Regions from separate parts of the Canis lupus genome. Here region 1 is linked to region 2. The links are chromatin contacts, called in public Hi-C maps. All regions are on one chromosome and are shown on one strand. Each heading gives the region's core, a stretch centred on a gene start, on an enhancer-like site or on the middle of the called end of the contact. The rest is flanking DNA. Distances are from core to core; before and after follow the strand shown. Region 1 has its middle 240 kb from the start of TNS1. Region 2 holds the start of IGFBP5 (insulin-like growth factor-binding protein 5).

Region 1 (5,957 bases), core at 237-2,736, 930 kb after region 2:
GTTACAAGGAGTGAATTCTTTTTTTTTTAAGACTTTATTTATTTATTTGACAGAGAGAGAGAGAACACAAGCAGGGGGAATGGCAGACAGAAGGAGAGGGAGAAGCAGGAACTCTGCTGAGCAAGGAGCCCAATGCGAGGCTTGATCCCAGGATCCTGGGATCATGACCTGGGCAGAAGGTAGATGCTGAATGAGCCACCCAGGCGCCCCTGAGGAACGAACTCTTAACATGCACGATGACATGAATGAATCCCAAAATAAGTATGCTGGGTGAAAGAAGCCAAACAAGGTAACATAAAACATATTTTTCCATTTGTAGAAAACTCTAGGAAATTCAAACCAACCTATGGAGACATAAAGCAGATCACTGATCTCATGGTGGAGAGGAGCGAGAGAGGACTCCCAAGGGCCACAGAGAAACTCTGGGGGATTACGGACAGGTTGGTAACTTGATTCTGGTGAGGGTTTCACAGGTATATATGTATGTTGAAACTTGCCAGCTCGTAAGCCTTGAATACATGGAGTCTGTGGTGTGCCCATTACACTTCCATAAAGCTATTTTTAAGAACAGGATCTAGCAGGTAATGAGAACTCAATGAATAGTTGTTGAATTAAAAAGAAAAAGAAAACTAACAGTTACAAAGAGGAAACCATTCCCCACCTGGGCATCTTGGGACGCTCGGGCCCTGGGGCTCCCATATAGGGTCCAGCCCCATGGTGATCCCCAGGTCCATACATTCCCTCTCCACATGCTTCCACATGGATCGAGGTGACAATACAACTACTCCAAGGCCACTCTGTTAATATCTACGGGGAAATGAGAATGTATATGAATTCCCCCCAGGGACCAGAGTGGCATCAGCTCTTTATTTTCCATAATCCATATAAAAGTTTGCCTTTTATCCAGGCATAATACCTGACTTAGGCTAAAATAAAAGAGTTTACCCTTTACAATAGAAGCACAAATACAGTATAGGGCAAAAATGATGCATGAGTGGGCCATTTGTTTTTAACTACTCTGCACCATGGTCTTACTAAAAACCTAATGAGGATTTTTCAATATCTCTATTAAACTGCCTTTCCCCCTAGTTAGGAACCTTCAAATGACCACTGAAGGGTCTAATTTATGACCCCAGAGCCCACGGCTACTTCATTTATGTTCATTTATATTTAAAGCAGTTCCCACTCATCAACATGTGTTTCTTATCTCGCAAGGATTTTCACAGCGCCCTGTGGGAGTAAGTGGAGCGGACACATTATCCCCTCCTCACAGATGAGAAAACCCAGGCACGAATGTGAAGAGATGTGCTCCATATGTCACGGCAGAGAAGCTGCAGGCTGACAGGCCCCATGACTGCCCACGCGGCCTCCCAGCAAAGTGGGGAGAAGGAAGCCGTGCCGCCGGCCAGTGCCTCTCGGGGGCCGTGACCTTCTCCAGCTCTCTGGGGTCAGAGGAAGCTGTTCCATGAGGTCATCCATGGGAGTCCCGGGGCCCGAGCGTCCCAAGTCCTATCTGCCGCAAAGACTCACCCTCCTGCCTTTACTCTCTCATCAGCTGGGAGAGGATATGAATCTGATTACTGAAGAGCCAGGAGATTCCATGGTTCTGGAAGCCAAAGTGGATGCCTTTTGTCCAACTCAGCTCTGTCCCTAGAGCCAGCAGGCAGTTGAAATAGATCTCAGACACCGACTGTGCTGGGAACCCAAGGTCAGAGAAGAACACAGACCTCCTACGTTTCACCACCACGAGACCTGCTGCGTGGGGCTGGGGTCTCAGACGCAGAAAGCAGGAGGGACAGGGCTTCTCCAAGGAGAAACGTGGGAGAATGGAGGGCTGGTCTTACAGCACAAGGCCTGGGAACCTCCTGCATTCCAGCATCACGGGCTCTCGCCCCTACCATAAGGCCACAAGCCCAAGAGGTCAGTTATAAGGCCAAAGGCCAGTACATCAAGTGCCAGACCCTTAGCCCCAACTGGCTTTAAAACCAACCAGCCAGACACCAGCAGGGATCTGCCGCTGGAGATGGGGAAGTCATTCAGGAGGTCGGTAGAGAAGATCACCAACCATGAGGTCAGACAAACCTGCTTGCAGACCCAGCTCTCCAGCTTCTTAGCTGTGCAACCTCGGGCAAGTGGCTTTGCCTCTCTGAGCCTTGGTTTCCTCAGAGAATGGGCATGACAAGAAGGGCCTACCTCACTGGGTTGCCATGAGGATTAAACGGGTTAATGCACAAAACAAACAAACAAAAAAAAAGAATTTAGCAAGGTGCGGAGTACACGGGAAGCACCCACTAAATATTAGTTTCTGTTATAATTCCACTTGGAGACAGAGGGAAGGAAGGGGACAGTGTGACCTGTCCGGGGTTTGCTGGATGGGTCCCCATGGAGGAGGGAAGTAAAACAGGGCAAAGGAAGCCAAACCAGAGCACGCGGATGCTAAAAGTGGACACAGGAGGCCACTAGATCCTCTACATCCTTCGTCTGTCATCTAATTGTTGTTTTCACTCGACAGATGACGAGATGAGACTCCGCTGGCTCCATGGCAGGGCCCCCCAGCAGCTCCGGTTCCACTAGGGACCCTGCTCCTGGGTTCTGTCCACTGCTCTTTGTCGGCCTGGGTCCCTTCCCATCTGGAGAGCCACTGGGGACAGGATGTGCCTCTCGGCCACCCTCTTCCAGCACCGTGCAGAGAACGGATGACCTGCCTGGGGATCGTGCCACCTTCCCGCCATGGCACCTGTGAACATGCATCGGAGCTGCACAGTGACAGGCTGTGAATGCCACCCCACCATAAGGAGAGCACGGCCCCCCAGGCCCCACCCCAGCATCCCTCCTGCCCTGCATTAGAACCACAGGACACAGACCTTCCAGCCTTCATCCCGCCTACTGTGTTGCAAGCCAGGCCCAGGCAGCTCGGTGCTAAATCAGTCCTTGGGGTGGGGAGTGTAGAAAGGTGCACGGGGATAAATCATTCGGGCCCTGCTTGCCAGCAGAACAAGTGCCGACCAAGTCACAAGGTTGGCTGCGACAAGTGTCTTAGAGGCAGAGGTGCAGATAAAAGGCTCCGGAGGTTCCAGGAAGGGAGGCGAGCCTTCCAGCTGGAGGGCAGGGAGCAGGCATTTGACCCAGGTGGCATTTCTGTGCCCCAGACAGCCAAATCCGTGGGGATTTAGCTCCTGACTTTCCCTGGTGAGACGTGGGAACAGGTGATGGAGGCGGCTGGTAGCACTCCTCTGAAGGCCTGGAAGGGGATCCAGAGCCGAAATGTGGGCACCCCCTCCTCCAACCTTGCTCCAGCCTCAGCCTGGGACTTGTCATGCCTCCCCCCTACACACATACACACACACACACACACACACACACACCTGAGAGCTCCTAAAAGAGCCTTGCTGTATTTGCATGTGGAAAGGGTCTCACCAAGAGCCCTTGGGTGACTTCAGAGCCCACGAGACTGGGAGAGAGCTCTGAGATCTCATCTCCTCTGCCCTCAGCTCACCACGAGTCCCTGGGCTCTGGAGGACTCCTCACAGACCTCGGCCATTCAACGAGCAGGAACGGTGCCCCTCTACTCTCAGTCCTGGGTTAAATGCTGTGATCTCATTCAAAAGGTGGGAAGGGGTGGGGTACATAGGACTAGATGGAAAGTGCACACTTCACCTGTCCCTAACATCTCCAGGCTTCTTGGGTCCTCTTTCTCCCTTTACTTCCTTCATGCATCCATTTATTCAACAAATGTTTATTGAGCCCAAGCCCTCCCCGAGGCCCGTGGCCTCTCCCTCCTTTCAGAGTTTGCCTTCTTTGCAATAGTGCTTCTCAAATTGAAAATTCACCCTCTGCCACAGAAACACAAAGTGGTTGTAAGCCAAGGACTTCCAAGGGTTCCTGTCACTCCCACCGCATACTGCACCAGGACCTTAGCTGCAAATCTGGGGCCACAGACACAAGGACTGGTGCCTCCAAGTCCAGCTCCTATCTGTGCAACCTGTGCACACATGTGGAGCCTCTGAGCTCAGAAGCGCCCCGCGTTGGCCTTGATGAGGCTCTGCTGTCACCATCTTGGAGTTCTTAGTAATTTTATGTTTGTGTTTTATAAGTGAAGCCCAATAGGACACAACCGTGCCCATGAGCGGAACAGAGATGAGCATTAGCTCGCCCACCATTCTTGGCCTCCTCATCTGCAGACAGCATGTGTAATTCCTCTGAGCACAAAGTTCCAGCAGGCTCATGATACATGGTAGCTCCCCAAGACTCAAAGCGAGTACAAGGTAAGCGCTTATGTCTGTGGCGAGAGTCACACGGGAGCTGGCGATCTCAAGAAGCTGTTTTCCATTCAAACTAGAGCTTGCTTTGAACACAGAAAGAAGGAAGCAGCTTCTAAGAAACATGCACGACCAAGGGAAGGGGAAAAGAGAGCCATGCATGGATCTCATTCCTTTCGGGTCTTTGATCCCCAGCCAGGAAGCTACGGTAGAAAGGGCTACAGAACGTGCGCACATCAAGAGACGAAATGAAAACCAGAGAGTTCGTCTTGTGAGAGTTCCCACCATTCTCATGTAAACTATGATGTACAACTGTGTCATTCTGGTGGCTCCACCACTTAAATGCTCTTCTATTTTCATCTAAGATTGGCATCGCCCAATATAACGATAAAATTCATGCAAATCATTTAATTTCTAATTTTTTATTTACTTAGAGCTATGTTAAATGGCAAGTTAAAAACACCTCAAGAGACCAGGCAGGAAAAGAAGAGTTTCATGTTTTAGTAGCTTCAATGGCTGTTTGAACGAGGGGCCTGCCTTTTCATTTTGCACGGGGGTCCGCACGTTCTGTAGCCAGCCCTGTGTACACCTGTCCAGGTGCATAGAAGATGAGGATTGGAGAACGGTCAGCTGGGTAACAGTGGAAGAGCTTTGCAGGTGCCAGAGTCAGAAGCAGCGATGTGCTGGGCTGGCTCTCATGGCTCATGCCAGCTCCCAACGGTCGGCAAGCATCTCTCCCCAAGTCCGCATTCGATGACATCACACCAGAACTTGAAATCTGCCATGGCAGGAGTATTTACCAGTGCACAATTGGTCAGAGACACTCTAGCTTGACCTCATCAGGATACCAAAAGCGAGGGGGGTGTGATTGTTCAAGGTCCTGCCTTTCCCAATGAGAGGCCTGGTATAGTCATTTTCCAAGGTCTTAACGTGGGAAACAGTGGTCCCCACAAGGCCATCGAAAACCAAAGGCCTGTGCCAGGGATGATGCAGGCTGTCCTGGGATAATGTAGGGGTTAACTGCACTGAGCATGTCCTCCCTGGGTTGTCCTGTCACCAGGCAGGAAGGGTAACCTTTGCTTATAAATGATGGGTCTCGCTCCAGAACATGCCTCTCGGCCCATAATTGCTTTTAGAACATGCTGTTTCCACTTAGGGAAATCTGAGCTTCCTTCCAAATGGCACCGGGCATGACCTGAAATTGCATGTTTGCCTTCTGAAATGGACACACAAGTGAAGCCGCTGCCCTAGAGCCCCGGCAGACTGGGGTGCAGGAGGCACTGGCGGGAGCTGGCTGAAGCACGAGAAGCCATGCACTGGGTGAAGCCCAACGGGAAGCAGGACCTCCTACCGGTTCAGCAGTAGTGCAGAGGCCTACGTCGGTCCCTTATCTACCCATGCCTGGACTCGCCCAGGGCACAGCGCTACGGCTTGGACCACAGGGGCTGCTCAGTGCCCCCACTCCACCTAAAGTTTTCGTTCATTAATGACATTTGCCAACTGCCTGTCGTGTGGCAGGCATCCCTGGAGATGCAATCCCGAATGGAACGTTTATCCTGTCCTTACGGGGCTCACGGCCTGCTGAGCGAAACAGATGTGGAAGCAAATACTTAGGATTTAAACGAGACTGTGATGTGATCCCGGACAGAAGAAGGAAGCCTAAGGTGACTGTTCCTGGCCTGGCAGGGAAGGGTGGGG
Region 2 (6,297 bases), core at 2,512-5,011:
CTCTACCTGTATGGCAACCACAGGAGGGAGAGGCAAATCCAGGTTCTCACTGCCCACCTTGGTAGGGATGATACGGTGCTGGGGTGTTGGGGAGCAGGATTTTTGGCCAAGGGAGCTGACACCTTCCTCCCTGTCTCTGTTGACTTCCCTCTCTTTATGGAACCTCTCTGCGCCATCTCCAACTTTTTGGGGGACCCCCTCAACGGTTGCAAAAAGCTAGAGCCAGGAGCGCCCACTACCACCCTATCTTCCAGGAGGAAGGAGTCCCCGAAGCCATCCTGCAACCGTGCTCCGTTGGCACCTGCCAGAGGCCGGGTGGAGTCGCCAAGAAAGTCGGGGTGGGGCGGGGAGGCAGCCACGGGTTCCCCAGGAGGCGGCCAGAAGGTAGGGGTTGAGGAACAGGCTGCAGAGAAGTCTGAAAGGCATCTTGCTTGGGACAAAAGCCGGTGTCTTTGTGTGTCTCTGTGTGTATTACGTTCAACTGGAAAGTTGGATGATGAGCCAATTTGCTCTTCCAAGCGGTAGCGCGCGTGCGTGCGAGCGCCCTGCGCGCACACCCTCCGCACCAACCACATCACACCAACCACACGGTTGGGCAAATACAAGCGAGGCCAGAGCGGCTGAGTGATACCTTGCATACTTTCTTTGTGACCGGATTATTACCCAGAGCGCCCGCTTCCAAGCCAGGAAATCAATTCATACCTTTTCTCCCCCAGGCGCTAAGCTTTTCCAAATCCACATCCCCCAGGATGAGCGCGGCCAGGACCGCCTTTGAAAAGTGGCTCTTAATAAAAATAACTCCACAAACCCGGCCCCTCGGGCCTCCGGGGCCTGCGCGTTGCACTCTGTTCCTTTTTTTTTTTTTTTTGCAGGCTGCAATCCGGGGGAGGACTGGCTCTCGCAAAGTGGAGGGGCTGCCGGGGGCGGCCGGGGGGCGGCCGGCAAACCCTGCGAGGCTTGCGGGGTTCCAGGGTGAGCCCGGGAAAGTCCTGCTGCTTTGCAAGCGCTTCCGCACTCCTATCCTACACGATCGTGTCTGTAGCTGGCAGTTAGGAAAACCCAAGTCGGGGCGCCCTAATGGACGGGATGGGGGCTGGGAAGAGGGACATTGTCCCAGTAAGAAGCTACACAGAAAAAAGAAAAAATTTTTTTAGCTAAGTTTTAACCCCCTTCGGAGAGGATCAATAACCAGGTTGGTTATTCATTGGTTAAGAACCCAGATCTTTGTGCACAGCTCCTTAGATCAAAAAAAAAAAAAAAAAAAAAGACGGGAGATCAGGTAAGCGCCAAAGAAAACCCAGGCTAAGGAGGGGGGCAGAACCGTTCTGATTTAAAAAAAAAAAAAAAAAAAAAAAAGAACCGTTCTGATTGAACAGGCAGCTCATCCAACGTTTTAAACCTTAGGCTCCAGACTGAGAACTGGGGGGCGGGGCCGCGAGGGGCGGGGCCACAGTGGGGCGGGGCTACTCGGAGGAGGGCGCGGCTCCCGGAGCGTGGCTTTCCCGTCTCCGCCCAGTAGATTTTGCATTCTGCGTTTCCAGGGGCCTCTTGCATTTACACCACACCCACTTGTGATCCGGTTTGATGGATTGAGGTGGTGGTGGTGGGGGGGGGGGGGGGCTGGGGGGGCGCGGGGTGGGGGACAGATGAGCCCTGGCGGGGAAGTGGTGATGCCTGAGTCTCACATCCCTCCTTGCCCCCATATCCACCTTTCTTCCCAGGTAAAATCTGAACTGGGGCGGGGGGGGTGGGGGGGAAACAAGGAATTCGATTCAGGGACGAATACTCAGCATTATTGGATCAGAAACCCTTCTTTCCCCTCCCCCCTCCGCCCCCCGCCGACCCCCCACCTCCCCACCGCTGCAGCCCAGCGTGCCAAAGTCATTTTTCCCTTCTCGGGAGGAAAAAAGGTATTTTGCATTTTAATAATGTCTTACCACGTACCGCAAACCATCACACCAAGTCTAGAGCACTGGGTGTGCGCGGGGAGGGGCATCGGAGCCCCCCCGGCCCCCCCGGCCCCCCCGCCCCCGGCTTAGCTCCCCAGCGCCCGAGCGCGCGCGCGGGGGGTGTGCAGGGGCGGAGGGAAGGGAGCCCCGGGACCGGCCGGCAGGGGGGCGGGGGCGCGGGCGGGGGCGCAGGTGGGATTACCGCGGAGGGCCGGTGCCGCCTCTCTCTCCAGGTCCCCAGTTAAAGCAATATTTTAACAAAAGAGATTTTTCTTTTTTTTCTTTTTTTTTTTCCAAGTTCGAAAGAACCCGTGTTGGGTGGGTGGCGGAGGGAGTCTGTAGGGTAACAGGCGCCTTCTCAGACTGGGAGCTGAGCACCTGGGGGTTTGCACCGGGACGCCGACTGCAGCTCGGGGGCAGGATTCAGACGGGGGGGGGGGGGCGGGGGGGGGGAAGGAGCGAAGGCTCGGGGGGCTCGGCTGGGGGCGCGGCGCGGGGTAGCCGGGTCCGCCAGGCTCCGATTCCGAGGGGCCAGGACCGTGCCCACCCTCCTCCCGGGCTCCACCCCGGCGCCAAGCCGCTTGCGGGGCCGAGCGCGCGGGGCCGGCCGTCCCGCGTCCCCGGCCGAGCGCCGCGCAACCCGACCGGCACACCGAGCGCGCTCACCGATCTTGGCTTGCTCGCGGTAGCTCTTCTCGTTGAGGCAAACCCCGCGGCCGTGCAGCAGGGCGTGCAGCGGCTTCTCCTCGTCCTGCCGGGGGAGGCAGCGCAGCCCCTGGGCGCAGCGCTCCGTGTAGACGCCGCACGACTGCCCCTCGGCCAGGGCGCAAGTCATGCAGCAACCGCAGCCGGGCTCTTTGACCAGCTCGCAGCCCAGGGGGCTGGGGGGGCACATGGAGAGGGCTTTCTCGTCGCAGGGCTCGCAGTGCACGAAGGAGCCCAGGCCCTGGGCCGGCCCCGCACAGGAGGCCAGCAGCAGGAGGACCGCGGTGAGCACCATCTTCTCCGAGTCTTCCCCTTTACCTTGGGGCGGGGCACGAGAGCGAGAGTGTGGGGAGAAAGGGGCCAGGAGGGCGCCCGGAGAAATTAAAAAAATGTTTTTTTTTCTGGCAGGTAGAGCAGGTGCCCTCCCCCAGACAATTGCAAAATGTGGGGAGAGATGGAGGGCTGAGGTGCCTGCAAGCGAGTCCCAGTTGCAAGGATTAAAGGACTTGCAACAGGTTGGGGGAAAAAGAGCAGCGCCAGGTGCACGCGGAGGGAGTGGAGGCCAGAGAAACAACCCCCCCGGCCAGACCTGCTCAGAATTACAGGGAGGAAAAAGCCAAAAATTGTTCACCCCAAAGAAACCGCCGAAATAATGAGCTTGGAGGCTGTGGAGGAGAAGGGGGTGGGGGCGGGGGGGAGCAAAATGGGTTTGTCTTCAAAAATTTGGTTTAAGACCTAAAATGCACCCTGCCCCTAGTTCCTAACCTTCAGCTGCCTGCAGCGCGCGGCTGCCGCGGAACAGGTAAGAGGCGGCGGCGGTGGCCGCGAGGGTGGGGGAAGATGTTGAAATCAAGAAATTAAAAAAAAAAAAAAAAAAAAGCCCCCAATCCAAACCCCTAACACCTCTCTGCTCCCGCTGTGCCACCACCTCTTGGAAATTCGCAGGTTCTGCGTGAAGCTCGAAGAAGGGTGCAAACGGAAGAGGGGGTAATTAAAAGGAGCAAAAAAAAAAAAAAAAAAAAAAAAAAAAGAGAGAGAGAGAGAGAGAGAGAGAGAGAGAGAAAACCCCACACCGGTTTGCTCCTCTTTCCTAGCTCTTTCCCCCGGCAGAAGTTTCCAAAGAGACTACGGGCTCCGGTGGAGCAGGCGCTTTTAAATAGACGGCCCCTGGCTGCCAGCCAGTTTGTAGCTGCTATTTGAGCTCCCCAACACCCAACCCAGGCGAGGATGCCAAGGAGCTTTGCAGTACAAACTCACACGGGGTGGGGGTGGGGAGAGGCCTTCTAGACACACGGGGGCTCCCCTGCGCTCCCGGAGCAGTGCCCTCCTCCCCCCGGAATGCAAGTAGGGGGCACGGGGGACCGGCTGGGCTGCCTACGGGGCAGGGAGGCGTGGGGGGGGGGGTGGATAGGTGGGGGGGGTCGAGTGGAAGAAGCGAATATTCAGGAGTTGGTGGCCGCACTGAAGAGGAACTCGGTCTCCCTCCCTCCCACCCCTTAACTAGCCAAGGCTCCGGCTGCAGGGAGAAGCATTTTCTTATTAGCCAAGTGGATATATACCGTGCCCAAGAAATTCTTCCCAAGCTTTGGGAAATGGCTGTCTGCTAGTGTCTAAGTTACTATGTGAGGGGTGTGTGTGTGTGTGTGTGTGTGTGTGTGTGTGAAGGGGAGTGTTAGTGCAGGATGGCCAGCTGAGGGGAGTGAGCTGAATTAAAAGGAAAGGAAAAAAGAAAAGAGAAGAAAAACTAGATTCCCCCCACCCCCCAAAGTCCGGGGAAGGGGATAGGGGATTTGATTAAAAGCATTTTTCTCGCTGGTGGAGTGTGGAGTGACTGTCTTTGGTCATAGGATCAAGGGGTGGCCACCTTCCTTCGGCTCCTTGTTGGCCTAGGGAAGCTCTGCATGTGCGTGTGTGTGTGTGTGTGTGCACATGCTGCATGCTTGCGCACGCTTGTGGGTATCTGTGTTGTGTATGTTTGCAGGAAGGGATATTCATACAGCAGCATTGAAGGGAGCAGTGACTTACAGAGACTGGCATGTTCCAGAAGATGCTAAGTCTGAAAATCTTGCCTGGTGACCTAATGGGTCCTGGTGAGGGGTTTTGGGATGGAAGGAAGGCAGATGGGAGTGGTATTTTCCCTCCACATTCCCCCCGCCACCCCCCCCCCCCCGGGGCATCTCTGTTGGTGAGGGCCACATCTCTGGAGGGCATGGGTGACAGACCCGAGAGGCACCTTGTTAGGTTAACTGGCACACACAGTTACATCTCAGGACGGCGAGCTGACAGGGCCATAGGACTCGCTCTGAAGAGATCCTGCCCAACAACATTATTATTCTGTTGGAAAGCTCAGGCAATCTCTTCGAACACTGCTGGATCCCTTCTTTCCTTAGGAAAATGAAAGAAAGCTAAAATCTTAAAGGAAGGAAAGTGATGATTTCCTTTGTTTGTGAAACTGACCCAGTCGGGTCAGAGAGAGATGACCTGTCACTGCTGATAGGTCACCTCCCAGCTGGGAGGACGTGGGGGTGGGATTCACCCCTTTTACATTTCCCTCGGCTCTTTGGAAGTGCTCTCACTTTCCTTTGGAAAAGGGGCTGCATTTCATGAAGTTTGCCACTAGACTGCACCCTTATCTATGATAAGAATTCTTTCTGTAGGACTGCTTTTAAGAAAATATTTCTCTTGCCGGTTTGGTTCAGGAGCATCACACTGGATGCTGTTAACAGTCCCAGATCCTGATCTTTCTGCTTGCTTATCTGTTTGCTGAAAGGCACATTTTAAAAGGCTAGAGTTTAAAGTTGTGCTTTTGTTCGTAGTGCCAGAGGGGTTTTAGGTGTTGGCTGGGAGAGAGAGGAGGAGCTGCCTGTAGTGATGGAGAAACCAAAACAACAATAACAACAAAAAACCCACCCCAAACCACCCCCCCCATCTCAACAACAACAAAAAACCCCAAACTGCAAGACCTGTTTGCATTGCCTCTCCCTTCTCTCTGGGGGTCTGGGAAGGTAGGGGGAGAATTCATATTCAAAAATTCCGTTGAAATATTTGAGGAACCAGGGAGATCATGTATAATTTTCCCTTTTGTGTCAAGTTCAGACTTGAAGAGCGGCCCAACAGTGTGCGGTGTGTGTTCTGACCCCTGCTCCTATTTCTGCACCAACTCACCAGCAAAGCTGACTCCAGGCACACTGGTAGCATTTAAGATGAATGGGGAAATTGTGGTGCTCCTTCCAGAGAAACATGAGTGGCTCCTTCCAGCCACCCTCTATTCTGAGAGAGACGGCCTCCAGTGACACGTCTTTTTTGTCTAGCCGACTTCCAGTGGCTGGAAAAGTCAAATGTGTGAGGACAGGTAGAAGGAAGAGGGGGATGATTCATGGAGAAGACGAGAAGCCTGCGGAGAGAAGGAGGAGGAGGTGGTGGCTGGGGCTGGTCCCAGGGGTAGGGTGCAGAGGGGCCGCGCGGGGCGCGCATGCTCTGCAGCTCAGTAAATGTTAAGTGACCATTCCGTGTGTCTGCTTAGAAGTGGGCTCAGTCACGAGGGGTTGAGAGCTAGGGACGGACCTGCTCTCCCAGGCACCTGGCGTAGGCTTCTGAAGAGAACGTAAGGGAATTCTCAGTAGCTTGGGGCTGTCTGCAGTGG

The links. Hi-C and Micro-C count contacts between places; a contact is called where the count stands out from the background.
Region 1: a Hi-C map of skin fibroblasts shows a contact between it and region 2, with 3 times the contacts expected there. The contact joins the enhancer-like site here to the promoter of IGFBP5 in region 2. A contact is called at or near these places in 2 of 9 Hi-C or Micro-C datasets (amygdala and skin fibroblasts).

What each region holds. Positions count from the first base shown.
Region 1 is chr37:24,406,040-24,411,996 of UU_Cfam_GSD_1.0, forward strand. No RefSeq gene overlaps it. Among named protein-coding and RNA genes, the nearest start is that of TNS1, 240 kb to the right of the region's middle. Within about 2 kb of position 1,487, at least 2 of the 20 cell types and tissues checked have an H3K27ac peak or open chromatin away from gene starts, as enhancers often do.
Region 2 is chr37:23,476,327-23,482,623 of UU_Cfam_GSD_1.0, forward strand. It overlaps IGFBP5 (insulin-like growth factor-binding protein 5), which reads right to left and starts at 3,762. Exons shown (of 4, transcript XM_038585694.1): 1 at 2,616-3,762. The coding sequence starts at 2,949.